2 separate regions of the Sus scrofa genome follow, and region 2 is linked to region 1. The links are chromatin contacts, called in public HiChIP or PLAC-seq maps. All regions are on one chromosome and are shown on one strand. The core of a region is the stretch at or near the end of the contact, and the rest is flanking DNA. Distances in the headings are between cores, read along the strand shown. Region 1 overlaps ITGA9 (integrin alpha-9). Region 2 overlaps ITGA9 (integrin alpha-9).

Region 1 (7,060 bases), core at 3,333-5,832:
TTATTATAAAATAATAACAATTCTTCCATTCCATACGGAATCAGAATTTCTGCACAAGTGGCCAACCATGTGCAAATGAGGGTAATTTGTGTCCCCCAGATCTGAACATAAAAAACATGAAATGAATGTCCTCCATCTCAGCTCATCCCTTAGAGCATTTAAGCCCAGGTGACCTCTCCCACCCGTTCTGGACTGTCCAGTGTTAAAAATGCTACAATGCTCGCAGGTCTCAAAGTTGGCTGTGTCCTGGATACCCCAAAGGCCGCACAGGGTCCTGATACCTCTTTTCCAGATTCTGCAGTGGGGTAGGGTTCTTCCTGTCTCGGCCTTCATTGTAACCCCTGGTTCCCCAGCAACAACCAGATCTTTGGTCTGTGCTGTAAAAGGGGGACTGCCTGCCTGGCTTAGCCCCCAGTGAGGAGCTGTCTGTTATTGGCAAGTTACTTCAGCTATTTGAGCCTCAATCCCTCCTCTGTAAAAGAAGACAATTTAATAAGTGTTGTCATTCATTATGTTGTGGGGGGGTTAAATGAGATGATGTCTGCAGAACCTGGAACATAACAGGCAGCACATAGTAAACCTTAGATAAATATGAGTAGCTATTTCTGATGTTACTTTGATGTTTGAAACAAACAGTCATCTTCATCCTGACTTTAGATACTAAAAGTTTACTTTTAGTACATGTGTTGATTCATTCATTCATGAAATTTGAGTGTCAGCACTCAGTACAGAAATGAATGAAAGAGTCTTGTGTAAGACACTATTAGATGTGGTCTCTAAAATTTTGGTCATGCTGTATGTACATAAATCTGCATTTCTTTGTATTCATGTATATGTCTGTTTGCTTCCAAAAAAGGATCTGAGATGACTAATTGGAGCCCTGTGGGATTGTAAATCCTAGAGTTATAAAAATCCTAATTTTTTTTTTTTTTTTTTTTTTTTTTTTGCTTTTTAGGGCCACACCCACAGCATATGGAAGCCCCCAGCCTAAGGCTCGAATAGGAGCTATAGCTGCCAGCCTATGTCTCAGCTACAGCAATGCTAGATCTGAGCTATGTCTGTGACCTATACCACAGCTCAACAGCAGTGCCAGATCCTTAACCCACTGAGCAGGGCTAGAGATCGAATCTGCATCCTCATAGATACTAGTCAGATTCATTACCGCTGAACCACAATGGGAACTACTAAAAAAATTTTATAGTTGATTTTATAGAGTTTCAAGTGTACAACATAGTGGTTCAATATTTTTATGCAATTATACTCCATTTAAAGTTATAAAATATTGACTGTATTCCCTATGCTGTGCTATACAGTATGTGCTTGTAGTGTATTTATTTTATACACAGTAGTTTGTACCTCTTAATCTGCTCCCTGTCTAACCCCTCCCTCCTTCCCTCTCCCTCCTGGTAACAGCTGTTTTGTTCTCTGCATCTGTGAGACTGTTTCTGTTATATTCACTCATTGGTTTTATTCACTCATTGGTTTTGTTTTTTAGATTCCACATTTAAGTGATAACATACAGTATTTGTCTTTCTCTGACTTATGTCACTAAGCATAATGCCTTCAGGTCCTCCATGCACTTGCAAATGGTATTATTTCATTCTTTGTTTATGCCCGAGTAATATTCCATTGTATATTTGTATCCATATATACAAGGATTTGGTGTGGTGTGGTTTTGATCCTCTCATATGTTAATAGACACTTAGGTTGCTTTCATGTCTTGGCTGTTGTAAATAGTGCTGCATTGAACATTGGGTTGCACGTATCTTTTTCAAATTGGTGTTTTTGTTTTCTAGGAGTGAAATTGCTGGGTCATGTGGGAGTTCTATTTTTAGTTTTTTGAGGAAACTCTATACTATTTTCCACAGTGTCTGCACCAACTTACATTCCCACAACTGGTGTACAAGGCTTCCCTTTTCTCCACATCCTCACCGACCTTGGTTATTTGTGGCCTTTTTGACGATGGCCATCCTGACAGGTGTGAGGGAAATCCTAGCATTTTGCATGCCTCTTCCTTCTCTCAGAGAGCAGGAGGGAGGTCACTTCCATTCTGGGAAGCTCTGGCCTGACATCTGGGACATAAGTCCACACTTCTAAGGTGCTGATGACATTTTAGAAAAAGTAAATGTAAAGTTATTGACTTACTTTTCTTGGAGAAGAAAATTTTGCCCAGAAACCAAGAGAAAGACTAAAAGAATCAGACCTCTCAGAGTTCTCTCGGAGCTTGCTCTGCTTCTTGGATTTTTTTTTTTTTTTTTTTTGTCTTTTTAGGGCCACACCTGCAAGATGTGGAGGTTCCCAGGCTAGAGGTCTAATTGGAGCTGTAGCCGCTGGCCTACGCCACAGCCAGAACCACGCCAGATCTGAGCTGTGTCAGCTCATGGCAACACTGGATCCTTAACCCACTGAGCGAGGCCAGGGATCAAACCAGCAACCTCACGTTTCCTAGTTGGATTCATTTCTGCTGCACCATGATGGGAACTCCTGCCTCTTGGATTTTAATGTTTACTTGGTGCTCTCAGATGGGGAAGGAAAACCTCGACTCTTTGCTGTGCTTCCTTCTCCAGCTGCATCTACTGGGACCTGAGCCCTGAGCCAGAGCAGCAGTTTCTAAGGACCCTTTTACTCCCTTCTAGAATGGCCAGGGGGGCTAATTCCTCTCCAGGGTGGGACCCTGCCTGTGCCTCTGTTCTTTCCCAGTTGGGCATGGAATACCACCTGTTTCCTTCTCTCGGAGTGAAGGACTTGGTGTGATCAGGTGGCTTTCCTGGCACTGACTTGCCGTCTGTGCAGGTCTCGGCTGCGTTTTGCCCAGTAAGGGATGTGGAGGGATTCCTGGGGTTTTCCTGAGGTGTGGTGGACACGCAGTGATTGAATTCCACTCCTGTGACCAAAGTGTGGGTCCCTGAGGAAGTTTTGGTTTGGGGATCAAATGCATGAAGGCAAACCCAATGGGTTTAAGGTTTCTAATCTCCAGTTGCTGTCTTGGATCTGACTGTAATTTCGCCCTGTGGAATCACTGCTGTGGTATTTGTGGGGAAGGAGGGAGCCTCTGGGGGTGATGTTGGCCTTCCCCAGGGAGGTAGCTGTGGTCCAAACCTTTTCTGCCACCTGCTCTCTTGGGAAGTGACCCAGGGTTGCTCTCAGGAGGTGCGGGATGGGTTCAGAGCAGGTTGGGAGCCCAGATTGGAGCCTCAGTGACCAGCTTCCATACAAAGGTCAACCAAGGAAGTGGCTGTGTTGGAAAAAAATGAAGAGCATTTAAATTGCCACTGTAGGAGGAAGTTGTGTGTGTGTGGGGGGGGCGGCAGTTACAGGAAACGGCATGCCCTTGAACACGAATGCCCTGGGTTCAAATCCCAGCTCTGCTACTTATCAGCCTTGTCACTCCCCATCTTTGATTAAAATGCACACTAGCAGCTGCCGATAGGATTGCCTCAAGCAGGAAATCATTCATCTCCTGAGCATACCTGGACTGGCAGACAAACAGATGGGCCCACTTTCCCAAATAGGTGTCTGAACTGCTCAGTAAGAGAGACTAACCCCTGGGCAGGCAGCTCCATGCTGCAATGGGAACATTTTAGGAAAGCAAGAAGGCAATCGAAATTCAGCCTGATGGGGAAGAGAAGGACTGCCTTTAAGTTCCAACCCTCTTGTCTGTCTTTTGGGGATGAAACTTCTAGGTTTTAATCTCGGGCCACCTGCAGAGACTCACTTGCCTTTTCCAAAGTTACGTGTGAGCTGCTGGCAACAGAGAGGATGCTTCCACCTTTCTGGCTGACAGGAGAGTGGGCTCTGCACCTGACTGTCTGGTTGCGGGCTGCGCTTGGCGTCTTTACCATGCTTTTGGGGGCTCTGACCACCTACTTCTTCATCTGTAAAGTGGGGATAATATTGGTGTCACCTAGGCTTGCCCTGATGATTAAACACAGTTCTGCACAGAGGGAGCCTAGCCCAGCACCTGTACGCCCCAAGTGCTCCCTCTGGGCTGGTTGTCCTTGTAACTTGTAACCAGAGTTCTGAGTTAAGGAGGAGACCCTAAAATGTCCTAAAAGTTTGCACATCATCAACTGGGGATGGGACAGGAGGAGAGCCTCGCTTCTCAGGGCCATCTCTCTGTGCTGGCTGCAGATGAACATGGTCATTTGTAATTGGTGTAGGTGGTTCTAGAACACTTCTTAGATTATAAGTCACCTGGAGAGCTTGTTAAAATGCACGTTCTGATTTAGCAGGCCTGAGATTCTGCGGTCCCATCAAGCTCCCACGTGTTTTCCATGCTGCTGCTCTGATGGACCACACGTGAAGTAGTAGCCAGCAAAGGTCAGCATCAGCCTGGTGATTTATCATTGGGGCTGCTCAGCTCCTTTTGATGGTAACGGTGCAGAGGAAAGAAACATCTCGTTGTCTTGTCAAGAGTGCCAGGAAAAATGTTGGGGGATGTTTGAAGTGGCTGGGACGTGTCTCTATAACTCAGAACAAGAGAAAGAGCAGGCGGTATCTTTTCCACGGCATACCCTGGACTCTGGGCCATTTCCCTGTCTCTGGGGATCAACCTGGTGAAAAGCCAGCTGAATTAACTTCAGAAGAGGCGAGCTCATCAGCTGGCCTGTGGAGCAGTCTTGCTGGCCAGCAGCCTAGGTAAAGAGCAGCGCCAGGCTGCGGAGGAAGCCACGATGTTCTGTAAACAGAGATGCAAGCTCGTCCTCCAACATGCCACCCTGTGAGTGTCATGCACATGTGTGTGCATGCACCCCCTTTTCTCTTGCTTCATTTCCAATTACACGGGGTTGGGGGGAAAACCCTTCTCCTCTGAGCAGCGGATGAAGAGTTTGAACCGGACAGTTGTTCTCTGTGCTTGATCAGCCATTGTTATTAGAACCCTTGAATCCCTCAGACTTGGAAGGACAACATAATTCAGCAGGTCCCTTCTCCACTTCAAATCTTTAAAAAAAATTTTTTTTTGGCTACGCTCTAGGTATTTGGAAGTTCCTGGGGCGAGGATCAAACCTGTGCCACAAACCTGTGCCACAGGTTAGAGGCCAGAACCCTAACCTGCTGAGCCACCAGGGATCTCCTCTTTCTCCACGTGTGATTTTAAAATAAATTCCTGTCTTTCTCTGTCTCAGCTCTCGGCTGGGAGACGTATCACTGGCATTTAAGCTCTCCAGGGTCCTGCCTGCTTGACTGCCTGTGTGTCTGTACCGAGGAGTCTGGAGCAGTGGCACTCTGTGAAAGGCAAAGGTTTCCAGTGCCAATTTGGGGGACAGGCTAGAGAGGCAGGCCATTGTGTCTTGCAGCCACTTCCCTTTCTTTATATGTGATGAATTCTCCCCCTTGTCTGGTGCTTGTGATTTTTTTTTTTTTTTATGGTATGAATTACAAGTGGCATTTATTCGTGGTGCTGATATAAATTTGGAGTTGGTGGGAATTGCTGGACCCAGCCCCGTCCCACAGGCGGAGGAGGCATTTTATGTTCCCCAGCTCCTCCAGCCTGCCTTGTGGAAGGCGGTGGGGGTTTCAGCCCTGGAGGGATGTCAGACTGCTAATTCTTCTCACCTGTGCAAACAAGTGGCGCTGGGGAGAGCCACCCTGGGCTCAGCCCCAGAAGTGAGGGGGGGAAATCAATCCTTTCATGTGGCTTTCTTCTTACTGGAGTTTCATTTGGTGTGTCATCCTGCATTTGCGTGAAAGCTGCCAAACTGCCCTCGTGTGGGTGATGGAGGCAGTGTGGGCTGCTTGGGAAAGTGCTTGCTAAGATTTCTAAAGGCAGTGGGTTCCAGCCCTGCTTCTCCTTGAGGTGTCTGCAGCCGTGGTCCATTGTGGGGAGGCTGGAGCTGCCTGGGGCACACCTGGGGGGGGCCAGATCCCTAGGTGTTACTAAGGGGCAGTGAGCAACTTGGGGGGTGCCCTCCCTTTTGGGGGCCTGCTCCTGTCAGAGCCTAGTAGCATGGTGTGATTTGACTCCTCACAGAATCCAATACTGACTCTAAGACTGACCTAGAATGAAAAGCTCCAGCCAGGAGCCCCTTTCTCTTCTGGGGATTGGAGGGTGGGCTCTGGGGCCGTGGGAATGAAGATGGGATCCACATGCCTTCTTGTGAACCTGACACCATGTCTCTGAGCCAGAGCAGGGGGTGTCTCCTGGGGGTTCTGCCAGCCTTTGCTGAAGGCCAGTCTGAGAGTTTTGGACCTCTGCTCTCTGATCTGGAGACCTCCACCCTTTTGCTCAGCCAGAGTGTTGGTGGGGAGCAGCATCATTCTAAGGCCAGGGTCAGGGTGAATATTTGAGATCTCAGGTGCTTTCAGGACAAAGTGAGGGAAGCCTTCGTCAGCTTTCTTCAGCCCCAGGTGTTTAGGGTCCTTCTAACCTTTGCTAGACACCTTTTCTAGAGATGTGTGACACACAATGCTTTCCATTCCGAGGCAAGTGGGAGATGTTTTCTTTTATAACATGCCCAGTACCATGGGGATGTGAATAACATCTCCTGTCCAGGATGCTGGAGATACAGGGAAGCTCAGGTTCCCTTGAATAGTGGCTTGGCATTGTCTGCCCTTTAAACATCAGTGTGGATTTATTTTTTATTTTTACTTTTTTTGCTCCTTAGGGCTGCACCCATGCATGGCATATGGAAGTTTCCAAGCTAGCGGTTGAATCAGAGCTATAGCTGCCAGCCTATACCACAGCCACAACAATGCAGGATCCTTAACCCTCTGAGCAGGGCCAGGGATCGAACCCGCATCCTTGTGGATCCTCGTTGGGTTCGTTAACTGCTGAGCAATGAAGGGTACTCCCACAGTGTGGATTTTATTTAATGTTTCACTATGCCGGTCCTTGTAGCTCATTACCAAGCTCACTTGACTAGGGGGGTTAGTATTCTTTTGCTGTTGCCTACTTTCCAGAACAGTGCATCCAACTGTAGGGCAGAAATGTTTTTGTAACATCTGGAGGGGAACTTGTGCCACGCCGCATGTTCTGTACCAAATGTGTCTCTCTGTCTTTTTGACGTGTTTGCTCCTTTCTGCCAGCAGAGCAGGGCCCTGCTGGGGACGGCTCATCCCA
Region 2 (6,397 bases), core at 1,565-4,064, 330 kb after region 1:
ACTCCATGGGGACTTATTTATGTTTGGAAGTAAATATTGGGCTGATGTTGCCCTGTGGACATCTCGAGACAGAGACGTGCTATGTAAATAGTCAAGGAACTTGCAGCGACTGTAAACAGGAGGGTGAATCCATCCAAAGAAGGAGCTTGTCCGAGGCCCTTGGCATGGCTGCCCAGGAGGCAGGGCTGAGGTTGTGGAGACGGCGCCAGGGACCAGACTCCGTGAGGTTGTGCAGCCACCCCGCACTCCCCACCCCGAGGTGGGCTGGCAAGGAGGAGGCTGTGCTGTAGGCTGTGGACCCCAGAACGCAGTCAGTCCTCATTTCTTCCTGGGCCCCAGGCCTCTCACAGCATCTTCCTAATTAGAGCTGTTTAGGGGAAACTGCTGTTTCCCCTGGGGTTTTCTGGCAGCTTTTTGATGCACGTTTATATCAGAAAATTGTGTGAGTCTGTCGGGACGGTGCAGGCCCCCGTCAGGACCCACACAGACAGGAAGTCAGAAAAGCCCCTGCTCCCTCAGCTTCCAAGGGAGCCAAGTTTGGCTGGAGTATTTCTTCCTGTAGGCTTTCCATGAGTGTTCCCCCTGCTATGGACAGAACAGTTATAAACAGAGCCTTTTGCCCTGCAAGTGGTAAAGCAAGTCCTGGAAGGTTCCAGAAGAAGTGCAGGAAAACATAAACTCCACTGAGTTGGAATTGAGCCTGGGGCTGCTGAGGGTCCAGCTTAACTCATCTCAAGTCATTTCCCACACCCGCCGGGTAGGCTCGGCGGGCTGCAAAAATGTAGGTTTGCTCGCCATCTCTCCAAGCTTTTCCCCAAAGTACCCATGAGCGCTAATGAGAATGAGAGTGTAGGCCTGAGGGAGGCCTGCTGCAGGAGAGAAATGTCTTTGAAGTCTTGATTTGTCTTAGTGTTTAAGACTTTTAGACTTCTCGATAATATATCTGTACTTTAATGTAAAAATTGGAAATTTAAGTTTCCAAAAACTCTGTGAAAAGTTGACGTCAGGCAAGGACTCTGTGCCTGCTGCCTGTGTGTACGCGAGGGCTTACATACACAGCCATGGGCCCCATAGGCTACAGTCCCAAGCCTTCTCAGGGGGGCAACATGGAAAGCTTCATGGTGTTTCAGGGCTGGAAAGGGGTCTAACAATGCCATCGGTCTCTTGGGCAGAGACAAAGACACTGGGGTTCAGAGCCAGGAAATGACTGGCCCTGTGGTCCGGGGAGGGGTGGTTCATGGGAGTGTGAGCAGTAATCAGAACACCAGCCTCCCTCTGCAGCACCTCTCTGGTTGCAGCCCTTCTGAGTCAGTCCTGTGGCACCGGGCAGGCCTCGCATGGCACAGTGGTTTGGCAAACTTAGAGCCTGGGCTTTAGGTTCTATATCAAAAGCCAAATCCAGGCTCTAAACAACAGTGAGGGTGAAACTCTCTTTTTCTGAAATGAAGTTAGTTTGGTTCACAATAGTCAAGATGTGGAAGCAACCTAAATGTCCACTGACAGATGAATGGATAAAGAAGATGTGGTACATATATACAATGGAATATTACTCAGCCATAAAAAATAGAGTGAAACAATCCCATTTGCAGCAACATGGATGGACCTAGAGATTAACCAAGTGACGTAAGTCAGACAGAGGAAGACAAATATCACATGACATCACTTATATGTGGAATCAAAAATGTCATACAAATTAACTTTTTTACAAAACAAAAATAAACTCATAGACATTGAAAACAAATGTACTGTTCCCAAAGGGGAAAGGCAGGGGAGGGATAAATTAGAAATTTGGGATCAGAAGTTCCCTTGCAGTGCAGGAAGTTAAGGATCAGTGTTGCCCCAGCAAGGGTACAGGCCACAACTCTGGCATGGGTTCAGTTCTTGGCCCGGGAACTTTCCACATGCCATAGGCATGGCCAAAAAAAAAAAAAAAAAAAAAAATTAGAAGTTTGGGATTAGCAGATATAAAGTCCTATACATAAAATAGAAAAACAGTAAGATCCTACTGTATAACACAGTATCTTGTAATAACCTATAATGGAAAAGAATCTGAAAAAGAGTATATATATATGTGTGTCTGTACATACATGTATATATATGTATGACTGAATCACTTTTCTGTACACCCGTAACATTGTAAATCAACTATACTTCAGTTTTAAAAAAAAAGAAAAAAATGGAATAAATTTGATCATGTAAGAAATATGAGTTTGAATAGAGCCACCACTAGACTGTACAGCATCTTGGTAAAGGCTAGTAAAACAGCGCCCCTTCCTCTATAAGCTTTACTTCCATCTATTAGAAAACTCAGAGAATCTACTGGTTTTGTGAGAGAAAGACACTCGACTGCCATCTGCTGGAAAATAGTTGTAATAAATATACACTTCTATGATATCTGTGATAGGAGTGCCCATTATATTCAGTGCACACCCTGAGCTCCTGAACTGGGCACTCTCTACCCAGGAGAGTGGAATGGTCTTTGGGCTCCAAAGGACGACAAACATCAGTGGCAGCTCCAATCTTCCATTTAAGAGACAACACTCAGGTTGTGTTGGGAACAGGGTGCTTGATACCCTGCAACATTGGGATGGGGTGTAAAGTTTGCAAGGCTGTTTCTAAGAGAAGTTCTATGGGCACTGCCAAGGGGGTGGGATTTTTAAGACCAATGCTGACACCACTCGAGAGAAAAGAGCTTGCTTCTGGCTGCCTGCAGGAGATGGCAGGCCTTCACTTGGTTAGTAACAAATACAACACACATGAAACATGAGCTCAGGAGAGACACCCACAAGAGTTAAACTAGGCACTCTAAATCCCTGCTAGATGGCAAACTGCGTCAAATCCTCAGGCCAGCATAGCTGTGAGAGCGTAAGCTGACCTGTCCTCCTTAGAGCTGAACAAGAAAAGTTTGCTCACAAGACAGGGCCCAGTGCTGCTCTTTCCACCTACAAATCTGTCAGCTGCCCCTCTGCCACCCTTCCCATAGGTGTTGATTCATTCAGCAAGTCAGACAAAAATATGGAGTTCTGTATCAGTTAACTGTTGCCATGAACAAACCAAAGCTTAGGGACTTAAAAACAACCACCATCTACATAGCTCACAATTCTGTGGGTTGGACTGAGCTTAACAGCCCTGCTTCCGTCTCAGGGAGCCTCACACCCGCACCTGCCGGCACTTGGGGGCTGGCTGATCTAGGAGAACCTCAGCCAGGTGGACTTTTAGCAAATGGACCAAACTTGTTCACATGGAGGCCAGGCAGGTTTCCAAGAAATTGAGCCAGGAGTGTAAGTGTGCAAGGCCTTGGAGGCCTAAGTGTGGAACTGACATAACATCACCTCCATTGCATCTGAGTGTCAAAGCAAGTCACTGCACAGATTCAGGGTGAAGGAAATAGACACCATCTCCTGCTGAGATTTGCTGCAAAGCCACATGGCCCAGGGCATGGATACAGGGGCATTTTTGCAGCTTATCACTGGCATTAAGCAGAGGTGAGATGCTGAGCTCTGGGGATAAAAAGTACAAATCCCTAGGAGCCCTGAGACAAATGACAACTGTGAGAGATGATACAGAGCAGGCAGTTAAAGCTCTGCTTGATTAGTGCCGCAGTAGAGACATGTCACTTCTCTGAGCTTAAGGTGAGCAGTAACCTGAGATCACTGAAACATTCCAGCAGAGTCACGTGCTCAAGAATCTCATTCTCATGGTTTTTTGGGTTTTTGGATTTTTTTTTTTTTTTGGTCTTTTTGCCTTTTCTAGGGCCACTCCCTCGGCATATGGAGGTCCCCAGGCTAGGAGTCTGATCGGAGCTGTAGCCACTGGCCTATGCCACAGCAACATGGGATCTGAGCTGCATCTGCGACCCACACCACAGCTCATGGCAACACCAGATCCTTAACCCACTGAGCAAGGCCAGGGATTGAACCCACAACCTCATGGTTCCTAGTCGGATTCGTTAACCACTGCGCCATGATGGGAACTCCTTATTCTCATGTTATATCCAGCCTTCTTTCCACGATCACATTCCCCTAAGCACAGAAGGCGCAAACAGCGTATCAGCCCTGTCAACTACATCTTTATCTTTACAGAATGAGGTTTCAGGCAGTGACTTCTGAGTTAGACATTTCCATTAAGTCTTGGGTTGTCTTCCTGGCCTCCTGAGGGTGTGCTTCGAGGACGGCAGCAATGACCTTTTTCTAATTATCTAGAATGTTCAGGCCAAGCCCCGTTTCCACATCCCTTGCAGAAGGGAGAAGGTGGTAGAGATTTGAGGAGAGACGTGTACACATGGGGGTGTCAGAGAGTGGGGTTCTGGCAGGTGTGGTCTGATGCTGGGAAGACACCTCCAGGGAACTCAGTGTTTGTGAAAATGGCCTTGAGGATCGAAGCTGAGAACACAAGACCTTTGCCAGCTGTTCTGTGAACTGCTGCCCCTCCCTCCCAGCCATCAGCCAGCACTGCTTTGCAGACTGCCGTCAAAGGGAACTCTCAAGACGTCTTTGGCAATGTAGGTGGAGGTGACCAGTGCTGTCTTGGCAGCTCTCTTGACAGTCCCCATTTTTGGCTGGACCAGTAAGCTTCCCTCGAGGGATAGGGAGATGGTGCAATGAGACTGTGGTGCTTTGCTCATGGTAAAGGGGCTGGGGATAGATGCACAGAGAATGGTGTTAGATGTACCCAGGAGCCTGAGTTTGCTTGACAGTTTGTTGAGGGCAGGTTTTATGTGTGCATGGGCGGCAGACTGCAGAGATTGCTTGTCTCAGGGGCTTTCACATTTGACTGTGGGAATCGTACGCTGATGACAGTGTGGTACCACAAACCTGCAGCACAGCACACCTCCCAGAAGCAGGTCAAGTGTGCGTGTCTATTTCAGTTCCCCTGTTCTAGGAGATCGAAACAAGGCTTGAGGGCAAATCATTTATTTGGAAGGTGATCTCAGGAAACATTGATAGAGACCAGGGAAGTGAGACAGGGCAAGGAAGAAAAGAAGCTAATAAAGGATGTATTATTAAGCCAGTCACCACTGTGGGCCAGTTGCACAAGGAGCATGCATCTCAAGATTTCATGGCCAGGGAGTTCCCGTCGTGGCGCAGTGGTTAACGAATCCGACTAGGAACCATGAGGTTGCGGGTTCGGTCCCTGCCCTTGCTCAGTGGGTTAACGATCTGGCGTTGCCGTGAGCTGTGGTGTAGGATGCAGATGCGGCTCGGATCCCGCGTTGCTGTGGCTCTGGCGTAGGCCGGTGGCTACAGCTCCGATTCAACCCCTAGCCTGGGAACCTCCATATGCCGCGGGAGCGGCCCAAGAAATAGCAACAATAACAACAACAACAACAAAAAGACAAAAAAAAAAAAAAAAAGAAAAAAAAAGATTTCATGGCCAAAGGGAGCGGGAGCTAGGGATTTTATGCACCCACTCCAGTCAGTCTTGTAGCAGGGCAGGTGCAGAATGATGTGGTCTCGGAGACAGAGGCCACTGAGGCCAGTGAGCACAGGACGAGATGCCCGGTCTCCCTGAGTGTGGGAGAAAAGGTCAGTTTGGGGCTACAAAAAGTTGCTTTTATATGGCAGAGGTGCCCATGCGGACTGTGTCATTTTACCACAAGTGAAAAGCCAAAGGCATTGGAAAGAAGGGTCTTTTCAGAACTAAGCTAAAGGAACCTGCCATCATGTACATGGTAGCTCCAAGGTCCTGGGTGAAAGAAAGATCTGGAGGACAGCAAGTAGGATGCAGACTTGCAGATGCTTTTAAATGCCTGTCATGGGAGAATAGTGCTTATCAAATTATTCCACGGTGGCTCATATCTCTCAGGATATTAATAGATTTATCAAAGGCCAAATAAGCTTGGGAAATGTCAGGTTCCTGAGTTGAACCTTTCCTGGAAGTTGATTTTGCTCTTTTACTGTTCTGCTGTACATTGCAAATCTCTTAAAGAAAGAGTATATTCCAGTTTATATGACCATAAATCCTCTTTTACTCCCAAACAACCTCGAATACCTCAGCAACTAGTGTTCCCCAGCACACAGTTTGGGAAACACTCCACCAGAAGCACATTATAAGGAACAAGCAACTTATCATGAGACAGCCTGCAGGAAGTCATTGCATTTTGAAAAGTGGCTCCACGTATTGCTTTTTCTAAATCAGTCTCGGCGTTCCCGTCGTGGTGCAGCAGAAAAATCCAACTAGGAACCATGAGATTGCAGGTTCGATCCCTGGCCTCACTCAGTGGGTTAAGGATCCAGCGTTGCTGTGAGCTGTGGTGTAGGTCGCAGATGCGGCTTGGATCCGACGTTGCTGTGGCTGTGGTGTAGGCCGGTGGCTACAGTTCCGATTGGACCCCTAGCCTGGGAACCTCCATATGCCTCCATAGCCCTAAAAAGACAAAAATAAATAAATAAATAAA

The links. HiChIP or PLAC-seq counts read pairs in DNA pulled down with a chosen protein or histone mark.
Region 2: a contact with region 1 is called in an H3K27ac HiChIP or PLAC-seq map of skeletal muscle, with 12 times the contacts expected there. The contact joins two enhancer-like sites. A contact is called at or near these places in 3 of 47 Hi-C or Micro-C datasets (embryonic fibroblasts, fetal heart ventricle and liver) and 1 of 2 datasets of contacts at active chromatin or transcription factors (skeletal muscle).

Annotation. Positions count from the first base shown.
Region 1 is chr13:22,307,724-22,314,783 of Sscrofa11.1, forward strand. All of the region lies in intron 1 of ITGA9 (integrin alpha-9), which reads left to right. Among named protein-coding and RNA genes, the nearest start is that of ITGA9, 13 kb to the left of the region's middle. Within about 2 kb of position 4,583, at least 7 of the 83 cell types and tissues checked have an H3K27ac peak or open chromatin away from gene starts, as enhancers often do. A contact at or near this core is called in skeletal muscle, where this site is marked.
Region 2 is chr13:22,644,432-22,650,828 of Sscrofa11.1, forward strand. All of the region lies in intron 27 of ITGA9 (integrin alpha-9), which reads left to right. Among named protein-coding and RNA genes, the nearest start is that of CTDSPL, 60 kb to the right of the region's middle. Within about 2 kb of position 2,815, at least 1 of the 83 cell types and tissues checked has an H3K27ac peak or open chromatin away from gene starts, as enhancers often do. A contact at or near this core is called in skeletal muscle, where this site is marked.